2 separate regions of the Mus musculus genome follow, and region 2 is linked to region 1. A link is a contact called in public Hi-C data. All regions are on one chromosome and are shown on one strand. Each heading gives the region's core, a stretch centred on a gene start, on an enhancer-like site or on the middle of the called end of the contact. The rest is flanking DNA. Distances are from core to core; before and after follow the strand shown. Region 1 overlaps Cdkl3 (cyclin-dependent kinase-like 3). Region 2 has its middle 8.8 kb from the start of Tcf7.

Region 1 (5,689 bases), core at 2,199-4,698:
CCTTGCCCTCCTCTAGAGCATCTGAAAGCTCTCCCTCAGCCTGGCCAGGTAAAGGCTCTCCTACTAGGCCAGATGGCCTCAGTTCAGGCCCCAAAAAGCACATGGTAGACAGAGAGGACTGACTTGTGCAGGTGGTTCTCTGATCTCTGCTTGTGTGCTCTGGCATACTACCCGCCCCCAAACTAACTTAACTAAGGATATTTCTTGAGCCGGGTGTTGGTGGCACACGCCTTAATCCCAGCACTTGGGAGGCAGAGGCAGGCGGATCTCTGAGTTCGAGGCCAGTCTGGTCTACAGAGTGAGTTCCAGGACAGCCAGGGCTACACAGAGAAACCCTGTCTCGAAACCGCCCCCCCCCCAAAAAAAAGAATATTTCTTAGGCCGGACATGGTGGCCCACACCTTTGATCCCAGCAATTGGGAAGCAGAAGCAGGCAGATCTCTATGAGTTTGAGGCCAATCTTGGTCTGCATAGTTCCAGGCCAGCCAGGGCTACATGAATAGAGAGACCCACCCTCCTACCAAAATTTCTAGATAGTCTTCCTTTTCTTTTTTCTTTTCTTCTTCTTCTTTTTTTAATCCTTTAATTCTAGTACTCAGGAGGCAGGGGCGAGTGGATCTCAATGATTTCGAGGCCAGCCTGGTCTACAAAGTGAGCTCCAGGACAGCCAAGGCTACACAGAAAAACCCTGTCTCAAAAACAAACAAAACTGCTTCCCGTGTATTTTACAAATTGCTGGCATGAACTTGATCCCACTTGATAATATCTGCATCCATGTGGAAAGTGGGCCAAGAGCATTCCTCCCTCCAAAGAGATTGTGTATGCTTGCCTAGTATTGTGTGATTAGCAGAGATGCTTCTGGAAGAAAAAAATACCTCCATCCCAGCAGGCTGAGATTTGTCCTACTGACTTACCCAGGCAGTGATAGGAGGATGGATCAACATGTACTTCATGTGAGCAGCCACTGGGAAGCTTCATAGTGTCTTCTTCCCACTTCTTGCTCTTTGTCTTTTGATAGCAGAACTGGAGATCAGCAAGTCCCAGATAGAAGCTGGGCCCTGAACAAAGAAGCCACAGGGACAAAGCCATAGCTGCCCTCGGCCCAGCCGAGAGCCAAAGAGCAGTAGCAAATTCCCAGCTGACCTGTGAGATGACAAAGAACTCTCTGGTCTTGAGTTATTGCAACTTGAGGATTATTTGCATCCACAACACAAAATAGCCAAAGTGTTGATAATATTTAAGACAAGGTATCACTATGTAGCCCAGGCTAGCCTGGAATTTATGCTCCTCCTGTCTCAGCCTCCCAAGTGCTACAGTTACTGGTCTGTGCTACCACACCCAGTTGCAAAGTTCACCTAATACTGAAAATATTCCTTCCAGTTGGGAGTCTGAGTGACAGAGCGCTTGCCTAGCATGTGGGAGTCTCTAGGTTCAATTCCCAGGATTAAATAAAGTGCCCCTTTAAAAAAAAAAAAAAGTCAACCAGCCAGGGTCTGGAGAGGAGAAGCAGCTCAGGTCTGCACACTATGTGCCTGCAGAGGGCAAGGCTGTTTCCCGGCACCCACTGCAGGCAGCCTGCCCTCCTCTGGCCTCCAAGGGCACCTTTCTGTGCATGCACACACAGACACATACTCTAAAATAAACATAAATCTTTTAAAAACAATGAGCTGAAAATTTGGCTTAACTGGTTTCATCTCATTTCCATGCTAAAAACCCATCAGTGAAATAGATTCCCTCTATGAAAACTCCTGCCTCCCCTCCCCTGCCTTGTCTCTGCCAGCCACTTCTCCCCATTTTCTCTTCCCCATCCCCTTCTCTCACGTCCCCTCCTCCCCCTCCCTCCTTCCTTCCCCTTTCCTCCCCCATCCCTTCCCCCCTCTCCCTTGTTTTCTTTCATTCATTCCTTTTACTTTCTTTTCCTAAAGAATTTTTGTTTTCTGTGTGTGGATATTTTGCCTGAACATACATGAACCACATGCATGCCTGGTGCCCTTGGAGGCCAGAAGAGGGCATCAGGTCCCCTGGAACTGGAGTGAACAGCCATGTGGGTGCTGGGTCCTCTGGACAAGCAGTCGGTGCTCTAACTGCTGAGTGACCTCTCCTGCCCTTTACAGGTTATTTTCATAGTGAAGCACCCATCTACCAGAACAGGTTATGTCTGGACTCTGAAGCATCGGCTGCTTTTCCCTCCTTTTCTTTTGATTTTAAACACATTCGTGGAGTTTTAACTACCCCAAAGCTTTTCTAAAGCTTGTGCTAATATCACATACACTTCTAAAATTCAATGCTGCTGTGTAATACTTGGGTGTCAGGAGCCATGTGGCTAGCACAGCTCTGCTGCTTTCTGCATGTGTTGGAGCATCAGAGGGACTGTGAATTATACTGAGAAGGGAGCAGAGCCAAGCAGGTTGGTGCATACCATTAATCCCAGCACTTGGTAGGCAGAGGTAGGCAGATCTCTATAAGTTAGAGGCCAGCTTGGTTTACAGAATGAGTTCCAGGACAGCCAGGGCTACATAGTGAAACCATGGTTTCAAAAAAACAAAACAACCAAAAAAAAAAAAAAAAAAAAACACCAACAAACAACAACCAAAACAAAAATCCCAAAATCTTGTAATTTCTTTCTTTCTTTCTTTCTTTCTTTCTTTCTTTCTTTCTTTCTTTCTTTCTTTTTTTTTTTTTTGGTTTTTTGAGACAGGGTTTCTCTGTGTAGCCCTGGCTGTCCTGGAACTTACTTTGTAGACCAGGCTGGCCTCGAACTCAGAAATCCACCTGCCTCTGCCTCCCAAGTGCTGGGATTAAAGGTGTGCGCCACCACTGCCCGGCTTTGTAATTTCTAAGTTTTCTAATTTTTCTTTGTCACCTTTTGAGTAGTGACTGTCTCTACTGTTCTCTACACCTTAATGTCTGCCCTACTTTTATTATTTTTTTCTACTCTGTTTTAATATCCTCTCCCCTACCACATGCAAAGTCTTACTTTTATAGCCTAGACTGGCTTTTAATTCAGTGTGTAGCCCAGGTTGTTGTAGTAAATTTCCAACCCCAATAAGCCCATGCAAAAACCACACAACTCAGTTATTATATGTATAACCTGTAGGCCTAGGTTGGGCAAATCTACTATTACACTAATCTGTTTGCAGCTATGAGATCCCTTGTTATTTGTAGCTTCTCTAGGCCATGTGGTTCTGCTCCATCTTTCTTCTGTTTCTTTTCCCTTCCTCTCTTCTCTAAAACCTCCAGCCCCACCTTTCCCTTCTACTGCCCAGTCACAGGCTCTAGCCTTTATTTGACCAGTTAGACTGGGGAGATGCTTATGTGGGGTCACCTCAGTAATCCACTCCTCCAGGGAGCCCCTCTTGAAGAAGCAGAATTAACATCAGAATACAAACGGCACCAGAGCAACCCACACCACCAGGCTAGCCTCAAGCTGCCGAGCCTAACTGCGGAAATCAAAGGTACACAGAGCCTCACTTAACCGCTTCTGCTTATTTCTACCGTAGTTCACTGAATAACAGCTCATGTGCATTTCTGTTAATAAGAAGCATGTTGATGCCACAAATTTGCCTCTAGGAACAACTTTAGCTTTATCAGACAAGGTTTAATACATATCCTTTTCATTATTGGTGAGAGTATATTGTAGTTTCTACTCCAGTGACTTCTCTGCACTGTGTGTTATTTGTAGATGCACATTTCTTAACTTATAGCCACACGGGAGCATTTGAAGTTGATAGTGTAATTAGAGGATGGTCAGAGACTCTGCTCAGTAGTATTTTGCTCCTTTAAAATGTATTTAATTTGGTTTAAATAGCAGCATACAGTAAGTGTTTGAACTTGAAAAACACATGCATTCTGTAGTTGCTGTGTGCAGTATCCATTAGGTCAAGAGTGGACTTGCCTCCTTCTGGTCTGCATATCATTTTTTGACCATTTGACATGTGCATAGTCTAACAGTTTTGAGGGGTAATTGTTAAAAATTTCCAAGTATGATTTGTAGTGAGAGCTCTGGAGTTTTGGTCTCTTTAAACACAGTACTATAAGAATCTGCTTTCATTCTAATCACAGGTGTAGGGATGTAGGGCTGCTTTAGACTGTCCACAGCAGCTGACTAGGAGTTGCCTCATGCGCTAGCAGATAGTCAGCTGTAGGTTGTTTCTGCGATTGTGTGACATAAGGAATTCTGGGAACTTTTCAGAGGCTACATAAATGCTAGGGCCCCCAAGGCAGTATTGGAGGTTGTTGGTCATTCAGATTGCAGTTTGTTAGTAGTCAAAGAAGAAACAAGAAGAACTAGATTCAGGAGTCAATCTCCCCCTCCCCCCTCCCCCTCCCCCTCCCTCTCTCCCTCTCCCTCCTCCCCCTCCCTCTCTCCCTCTCCCCTCCCCTCCCCTCTCCCTCTCTCCTGTATTCTTTCTCTTCTATCTAGTGATAAGGATGAAACCAGGGGAATAGAGTGGAAAAAGAAGAACCCATGAAGTAGCTAAATCCAGATATAATAATTGTGGATTTGTCTGTTTAATTTTTTCACATTTTTAAGTTTTAATGTTGTGTCTATATAAATAGAGGCCCAAGACAGCTTTTCGGCGTTGTTCGTCTCCTTCCCCAATGTGGCTCCTGGGGCTTGAACTAAGGTCACTAGGCTCAGGCTTTATCCACTGGTCCATCCTGCTGTCCGGTTCTTTTAAAGCATCGTCGAGGCATTTCATATTAGGTTCGTAGAATTTGCTATATTTTCTTGTTGAACTGCACCTCTTCACATGTGTTTGACTTACCAGAGCAAATCTAGTTTGTGTTTTATTCTTGAGGCTCAGTGAAACAGCTCAGAATGCTCTCCCACTGCTCTCCCCGCTCTCGTGCTAACGGTGCCATGCGTCTTCCTTATGTAGGTGTGTGTCAGCCCTGCATTACCTGTGTCTGACGTGGTTGACATTTCCTTTTTTTTTTTTTTTTAATGTATTCCTCTCTGCATCTTCAGGCTCATGTATGGAATCATTTTGCTCTTTGTATTAACATTTCCCTTACCACAAATTCTGATGACAAGTCCATTCAAGTTCCATTTTTCTGTTAGAGCCTTTCTTGGTGTCTCTGCTTTGCTCCTGTGATGATGGCTGTTATGAATGGGGTTTTGAAATTTCTTCATCTTCCTAACAGCCAGAGGTGGTGTGCAGGTGTCACACCTTGATGGCCACTTACACTGCTTAACTGTCATTTTTAAAAAGTGTGGATCTAGGACCTAGGGAGATTCAAGAGACTAGGGCAGAAAATGATAAGAGGACGACACCCAGACATGCCCCTCTGGATCTGTATGTGTGCATACACACACAAACAGTACACACACACAACACACAACACACACACAAAGCCTGTTCTCCTGCTGAACTGATTTATAGCAGGCATGTGTATTGGTGTGGTTGGAATAAACTCTTTGCAGAATACTAACAAGTTAACCAAGTTGTTGACTAAAGTAACCATGCCGAGAAGAAAAAGACCAATTGTATATGGGTACACCATCGCTGTCTCCAGACACACCAGAAGAGGGCATCAGATCCCATTACAGATGGTTGTGCACCACCATGTGTTTGCTGGGAATTGAACTCAGGACCTCTAAACCTCTGAGCCATTGCTCTAGCCCCCTACCTTTTTAAAAATGATTTTATTCTTAATCTCTGTGCATTGGTGTCTTACTGCATGT
Region 2 (5,734 bases), core at 2,305-4,804, 230 kb after region 1:
AAAGTGAGTTCCAGGACAGCCAGGGCTATGCAGAGAAACCCTGTCTCGAAAAACACAAAGACAAAACAAACTAAACAATACAGCTATTTTAGCTATGTAGTTTGTACTAATGAAACCCTCCAGAACTAAGGGGGAATTAAGGAATCTGTCCTACAGGTTCCGAGAGCCTCTTACCACTATTTCCCACAGCCAAATCCCATGCTGGATTCCTAATGAGTGGACCTGAAATTCACTCACCAGAAGGAATGACCTGGGTCATCGACAGCACGGGAAGTCTGGTGTGTTTGCCATGCACACTGATCATCCTAGAACTGAATAGGCCCAGGCCTGTGCCTGGGTCCCCAGCCTACCAAGGACTTAACAAGCAAATTCCAGTAATTCCTCTGTGTTCTCTGGGGCCAGAATTATCCAAGCTCCTGCCTGGATGTGGGAGCTGCCATCAAGTTCAAGACTATGCACCCATATCAATACTGGTTTGAGCTGCTCAGGCCCCTGAAGTAGAGAATGCTCACGAGACAAGAGAAATCATTAGATATTTGCCCGTCTGTCTGTCTGTCTGTTTGATGTGGACAGTGCTCTCCTTTTGAACTCACACTGACTTGGAACTTACTATAAAGTCCAGGCTGACCAGAAATCTGCATCCTTCCCACCTTAACCTCCCAAAAGCTGGCTTGTAGGTGTGAACCATCATCCCAGCTTTAGATCTTCCTTTTTTCTTTTTTCCTTTTTTCTTTTTTTTTTTGACTGAGTAGCCAAAGATGACCTTCACCTCCCACTCTTCCTGAATACAGGGTTACAGACCCACCCTACCACAGTTCATTTACGTGGTACTGAGAGTGAGCCCAGGACTTCATGCTTGCTGGGCAAGCACTCTATCAATTGTTCTGGATTCCCACCAGTCCTAGTTAGGGTTTCTATTGCTGCAATGAAATACCATGACCAAAAGCAAGTTGGAGAGGAAAGGGTTTATTTGGCTTACACATTGGACCATATCATAGTCCATCATTAAAGGGAGTCAGGACAGGGACTCAAGCAGGGCTGGAACCTGGAGGCAGGAGCTAACGCAGAGGCCATGGAGGGAGTGCTACTTACTGGCTTGTTTCCCATGACTTGCTCAGCCTGCTTTCTTATTGAACACACAGAAGCACCAGCCTAGGGATGGCACCACCCACAGTGGGCTGCCCCCCCCCCCCCAACCGCCATCAATCACTAATTAACTACAGCCAGACATTACGGAGGCATTTTCTCAATTGAGTCTCTCTCTTTTCAGATAACTCTAGCCTGTGTCAAGCCCGCCCTCCCCCCAGATCATTATTCTTTTATTATTTCTACCAGGGGAGGTACCATGCTGTGCGGTCATAGGACAATTGTTCATGTTTTGGTTTTCTCCTTGCACTCTGTTTTTTTTTTTTTAAGATTTATTTATTTATTATATGTAAATACACTGTAGCTGTCTTCAGACACTCCAGAAGAGGGAGTCAGATCTTGTTACGGATGGTTGTGAGCCACCATGTGGTTGCTGGGATTTGAACTCTGGACCTTCGGAAGAGCAGTCGGATGCTCTTACCCACTGAGCCATCTCACCAGCCCCCACACTCTGTTTTTTGAGGTAGAACCTGTCATTTAAAAAAAATCATTGCACTGCACTGGCTTATTATTATTATTATTATTAGATTTGTTTACTTATTTATTTTTTGTGTGTGAGCCAGTGCTACTGTTCAAATGTGGAGACCTGTGCAGAAATCGGTTCTCTCCTTCCACAGTGTGGGTTCTTGGAATTGAACTCATCATCATCATCATCACCACCACCATCATCATCACCATCCTCATCATTATCGTTTGTGTGTGTGTGTGTGTGTGTGTGTGTGTGTGTGTGTACTATGACGCACACTCAGAGGTCAGAGAACAACTCTATGGAGTTGATTCTTTCACATTCTCTGGGTCTCCAGGATTGAATTCCAGTCACCATGTATAGAGAGTAAGGGTCATTGCTGGCTGGGCTATCTCACTGACTTTAGTGGAACGTTCATCTCTGCCTTTTCTGATTGTCAATGGGATCCATGCATAGTTTGGTGGTTAATACATGTTTGCCACCAGAGGATGTAGCCACTGCACAGAGGTACTAGTGTACTGTGATATCATCCCAGTTTGCTAGTTGGTATCTCTATGGTGTTTGAGAGGCCTTTGTATTTTTTAAGGCCCTAATCCAAAAGCACCCTCACCGTTGCAGGTCTACAGAGCTCCCACGGCCCTGAGCACTGAAGCCAGGCAGGTCATCCCAGGCTCTTGGTTGGGTTCCTGTGAGTCCCCTTATCTGCTGGTCACTATCTTTGCCTCTTGATCAAGAGCTGGACACTGGCCTGTCACCGTGGAGACACAGGTCCATGACTCCAGCTACAGAAGAGGTTGATGTGGGAAAGTGTTGAGCTCAAAGCCAGTGTGGTGTGTATAGCAAGTCCAAGGACAGTTTTAGGTATAGAGCAAGCCGCTGTCTCAAGAGAGAAAGGGAGGAAAAGGGAAGGAAGGGTCGGAGATGTCGCTCAGTCGGTAGAGAGGATGCTTACCTGGCGTGTACAAAGCTCAGATTTGATCCCCATGTGGTGCATGTCTGTAATCTTATTACTTGAGAGGTGGAGACAGGAGGATCAGGAATTTAAGGTCTCCTCTACTATATATTTTCAGTCCAGCCTGGAAGCACGTGAGATCCTGTCTAAAAAAAAAGCCGGACTGTGGTGGCGCACGCCTTTTATCCCAGCACTTGGGAGGCAAAGGCTGGCAGATCTCTGAGTTCAAGGCCAGCCTGGTCTACAGAGTGAGTTCCAGGACAGCCAGGGCTACACAAAGAAACCCAGTCTCAAAAAAAAAAAAAGCACTTACTGCTCTTGCAGAGTATCTGAATTTGTTTCCCAGCATTCACAGGGGTTCAACATCCTCTTGCCTTTCCAGCCACACTCTCATGGATGCACACACACACTATACTACACTGCACTACACTACACTACACTACACTATGTGCGCACACGTGTATACACACACACACACTGTGGGCAAGACCTTCTGGAACCTTCTTAAGTGGGGATGAGGAATGATACTTGTCCATCAGAGCTGAGGAGATAGGGTGAGCTCTTGCTGGAGGCATTGCTCCGGTGCCTGGTTCAGGGCAGGTGCATGCACAAGTAGTGGCCATTGGCAATCACTATCAGTGCTCCAAGCCATCAGGAACTGGGGCGGGGGTGAGCCCCTAGAGGTGGTGGCACCAACTGGGCAAGTAGCCGCAGTGCCATGATCGTGGGCAGAGACAAGGTTAGAGGGCTAGGAAACCTGTTTCTGCTGCCAGGAGAAGCATCCAGAACATTATGAGTGCCTGGAGCTTCCTCTAGCCAAAAGTCCGGTCTCCAGATGTCTGCAGGCTGGAGGAGCGCTGGCCCCAAGGGTACAGACAGGACTAATGGGAGGAAATTACTCAAGAGATTTCATCTGGACCCAAGGAAGCATACCAACCAGTCAGAGCTGATGGACCATAGCAGCCCAGCTCAGCTGAGTTCGTTCTCTGTCCTCAGAGGCGTGGGAGCAGAAGCAGGGCTCTGCAGGCCCGGAACCTCTGCAGGTGCTGGTGTCTTTACCCTCCCCCATTCCCTACCCCCACTCCCACCCCTCGCAAGGGCAGTTCCCTCTATTTTCCAGGTAGCTCTGCTCTGCCTTGGTCCCAGGAGCCTGGGCAGACATCTGGCCATATGTACGGGTGTTTGGGGTTGCTTTCAGGGTGGGTCCTACATTAGATCCATCTCAAGGGGACTTAGCCAACGATGGCATCTTCTGAGGAGAGACATTTTGGTACGGTGTAAAGTTGGAGCCTGGCAGCTTTGTACCCCAGTATTCTCACTACCCCACCAGGGTGAAAGAGAGCAAAGATTTCGAGGTAAAATCCCTCTCTTCTACTTCAGCTTGTTCTGAGACTGGAGATGGGAAGAAGAAAGCAGAGAAGCGGAAGAGGAGAGCCAATGTCTTAGCTCTGACTTCGCCACTGGCTTCGGGAGAGAAGAGGAGAGTCACACTGTCTTTCTTCACTGTTTGTCTTTGGGAGAGGCACTTAACCACTCTGGGCTTGTGGATGGTGTGATCACACTTCCTGCTCTCACAGGTGTTCTCTTGAGGATTAAAGGAGTTAGCACAGCTGGGGAGATAGCCTGGTGAGTGAAGGGCTTGTCCTGCAAGCCTGAGGACCTGAGTTCAATCCCCGGAACCCACATGAAGGAAGAATGCCACAAAACTGTCCTGTGCCACGAGTACCACCCCCATATCACACACACACACCCCCAGCAGCAGCAGCAGCAGCAGCAGCAGCACCACTACTACTACTACTACTACTAAAGGTCTGATGGATTGGTTTAGCAGGTAAAGGTGCTTGCCACTAACCCTAACCCTAATTTAATCCCTAGGACCCACACAGTGGAAGGAGAGAAGTGACCCCTTCCGTGTAGTCTGATCATCAACATGCACTCCAAAAAAAGTAATAAAGAAATGAATAAGCAAATAAGTTTGTTATAGTTATTTTTTTTAACATAGTGCCACATTAAATAAATAGATTAAAAATTAACCAGACAGCTCACCTCTACCCAGGACTGTAGGAGGGGGTCTTATACCAATTATCTTGTTTAGTCTTCACACCAACCTTACGGTGGAAGGACCATTCCTAGAAGAACTGAATCTAGGAAGATCAGCATCACGGGCCTTGTCCAAGGTCAAACAGTGAAAAGAAAGCATTCAGTTCTAAAACTGTTGGCTCTGCTGTCTTTCAAAGGAGTGGAGCTGTCCCCAATATGCCAGCCAGCCCCTTGGGTTGGAGAACTTGCTGGCTGGAGACTGGATTACAAATTTCACTCCTGCTGAGCAATCTCCCCCTAGAGACCAGAAAGCAGGGGGTTTCTGGGCTGGACAGTCCCAAGGTCAGAGGAGAAGCTGACTGTGCGTCCCTTAGAGGTGATATTACCTAGGGAGCTGGGCCACCATAAACAGTCTGGAGCTAGAAACCCTGGTCCTCCCCTCCTTAGTATCTTTAGACTCTGGACTGGGACTGCTCATTTCATTTTAAATTCCTTCACTGGCAAAGAATGGCTGCATCGTGTGTACTAGCTGGCCCGAGGATGACTCCAGACACATACCCACCACTTCACTATTTACCAGGGCCCAAGGATGACTCCAGACACATGCCCACCACTTCACTGTTTACCAGTGTCTTCCTGTCTATTATCTCCTGGGTACTGCAACGCTCAGAGGTCTCAGCCCATTTTACAGACTGAGGAAATTGGTTGCTCAGAAAACGGAAGTGAGTCACCCAAGGTCACACAGCTCCGAGTTGATTCTAACTCTGCAGCCCGAAGACATCTTCCATTCCTAGCGTAAGAATGCTAGAGGGTGAGAAGCCTCCAGGTAAAGGCTCCTCGGTCTCCTTCAACACACAGGTGCTCCCAGAGGCTTCTCCCGGATGCTCTGGAGAGTGTGATGGCTGCCAGAGTCACACCCCCTAGGTTTTCTGATGGGACAGGATGCCTCAGGGGTCCTGTGGCCACTTGTTAACCAGACCAGCTCTCCAAAGCCGTCTTCCAGATACTAGGACTAGACCAGTCTAGTTCCTTCCTAGTTCTCACAGGGATGTGGGTTTGATAGATCCAAACTTTTTCCCCCAAAGTCATCCCATCTCTTCCTCACATAGTTGGGGGGGGTCCCCTGCCCG

The links. A called contact is a pair of places that touch in the nucleus more often than the background predicts.
Region 2: a Hi-C map of double positive thymocytes shows a contact between it and region 1, with 2.3 times the contacts expected there. The contact joins two enhancer-like sites. A contact is called at or near these places in 1 of 39 promoter capture datasets (erythroid cells), 1 of 15 datasets of contacts at CTCF or cohesin (large pre-B cells), 4 of 484 Hi-C or Micro-C datasets (bone marrow-derived macrophages, double positive thymocytes, myocytes and 1 more) and 2 of 115 datasets of contacts at active chromatin or transcription factors (CD8 T cells and acute myeloid leukemia).

Annotation. Positions count from the first base shown.
Region 1 is chr11:52,062,568-52,068,256 of GRCm38.p6, forward strand. All of the region lies in intron 13 of Cdkl3 (cyclin-dependent kinase-like 3), which reads left to right. Among named protein-coding and RNA genes, the nearest start is that of Ppp2ca, 33 kb to the right of the region's middle. Within about 2 kb of position 3,449, at least 83 of the 459 cell types and tissues checked have an H3K27ac peak or open chromatin away from gene starts, as enhancers often do. A contact at or near this core is called in double positive thymocytes, where this site is marked.
Region 2 is chr11:52,288,992-52,294,725 of GRCm38.p6, forward strand. No RefSeq gene overlaps it. Among named protein-coding and RNA genes, the nearest start is that of Tcf7, 8.8 kb to the left of the region's middle. Within about 2 kb of position 3,555, at least 18 of the 459 cell types and tissues checked have an H3K27ac peak or open chromatin away from gene starts, as enhancers often do. A contact at or near this core is called in double positive thymocytes, where this site is marked.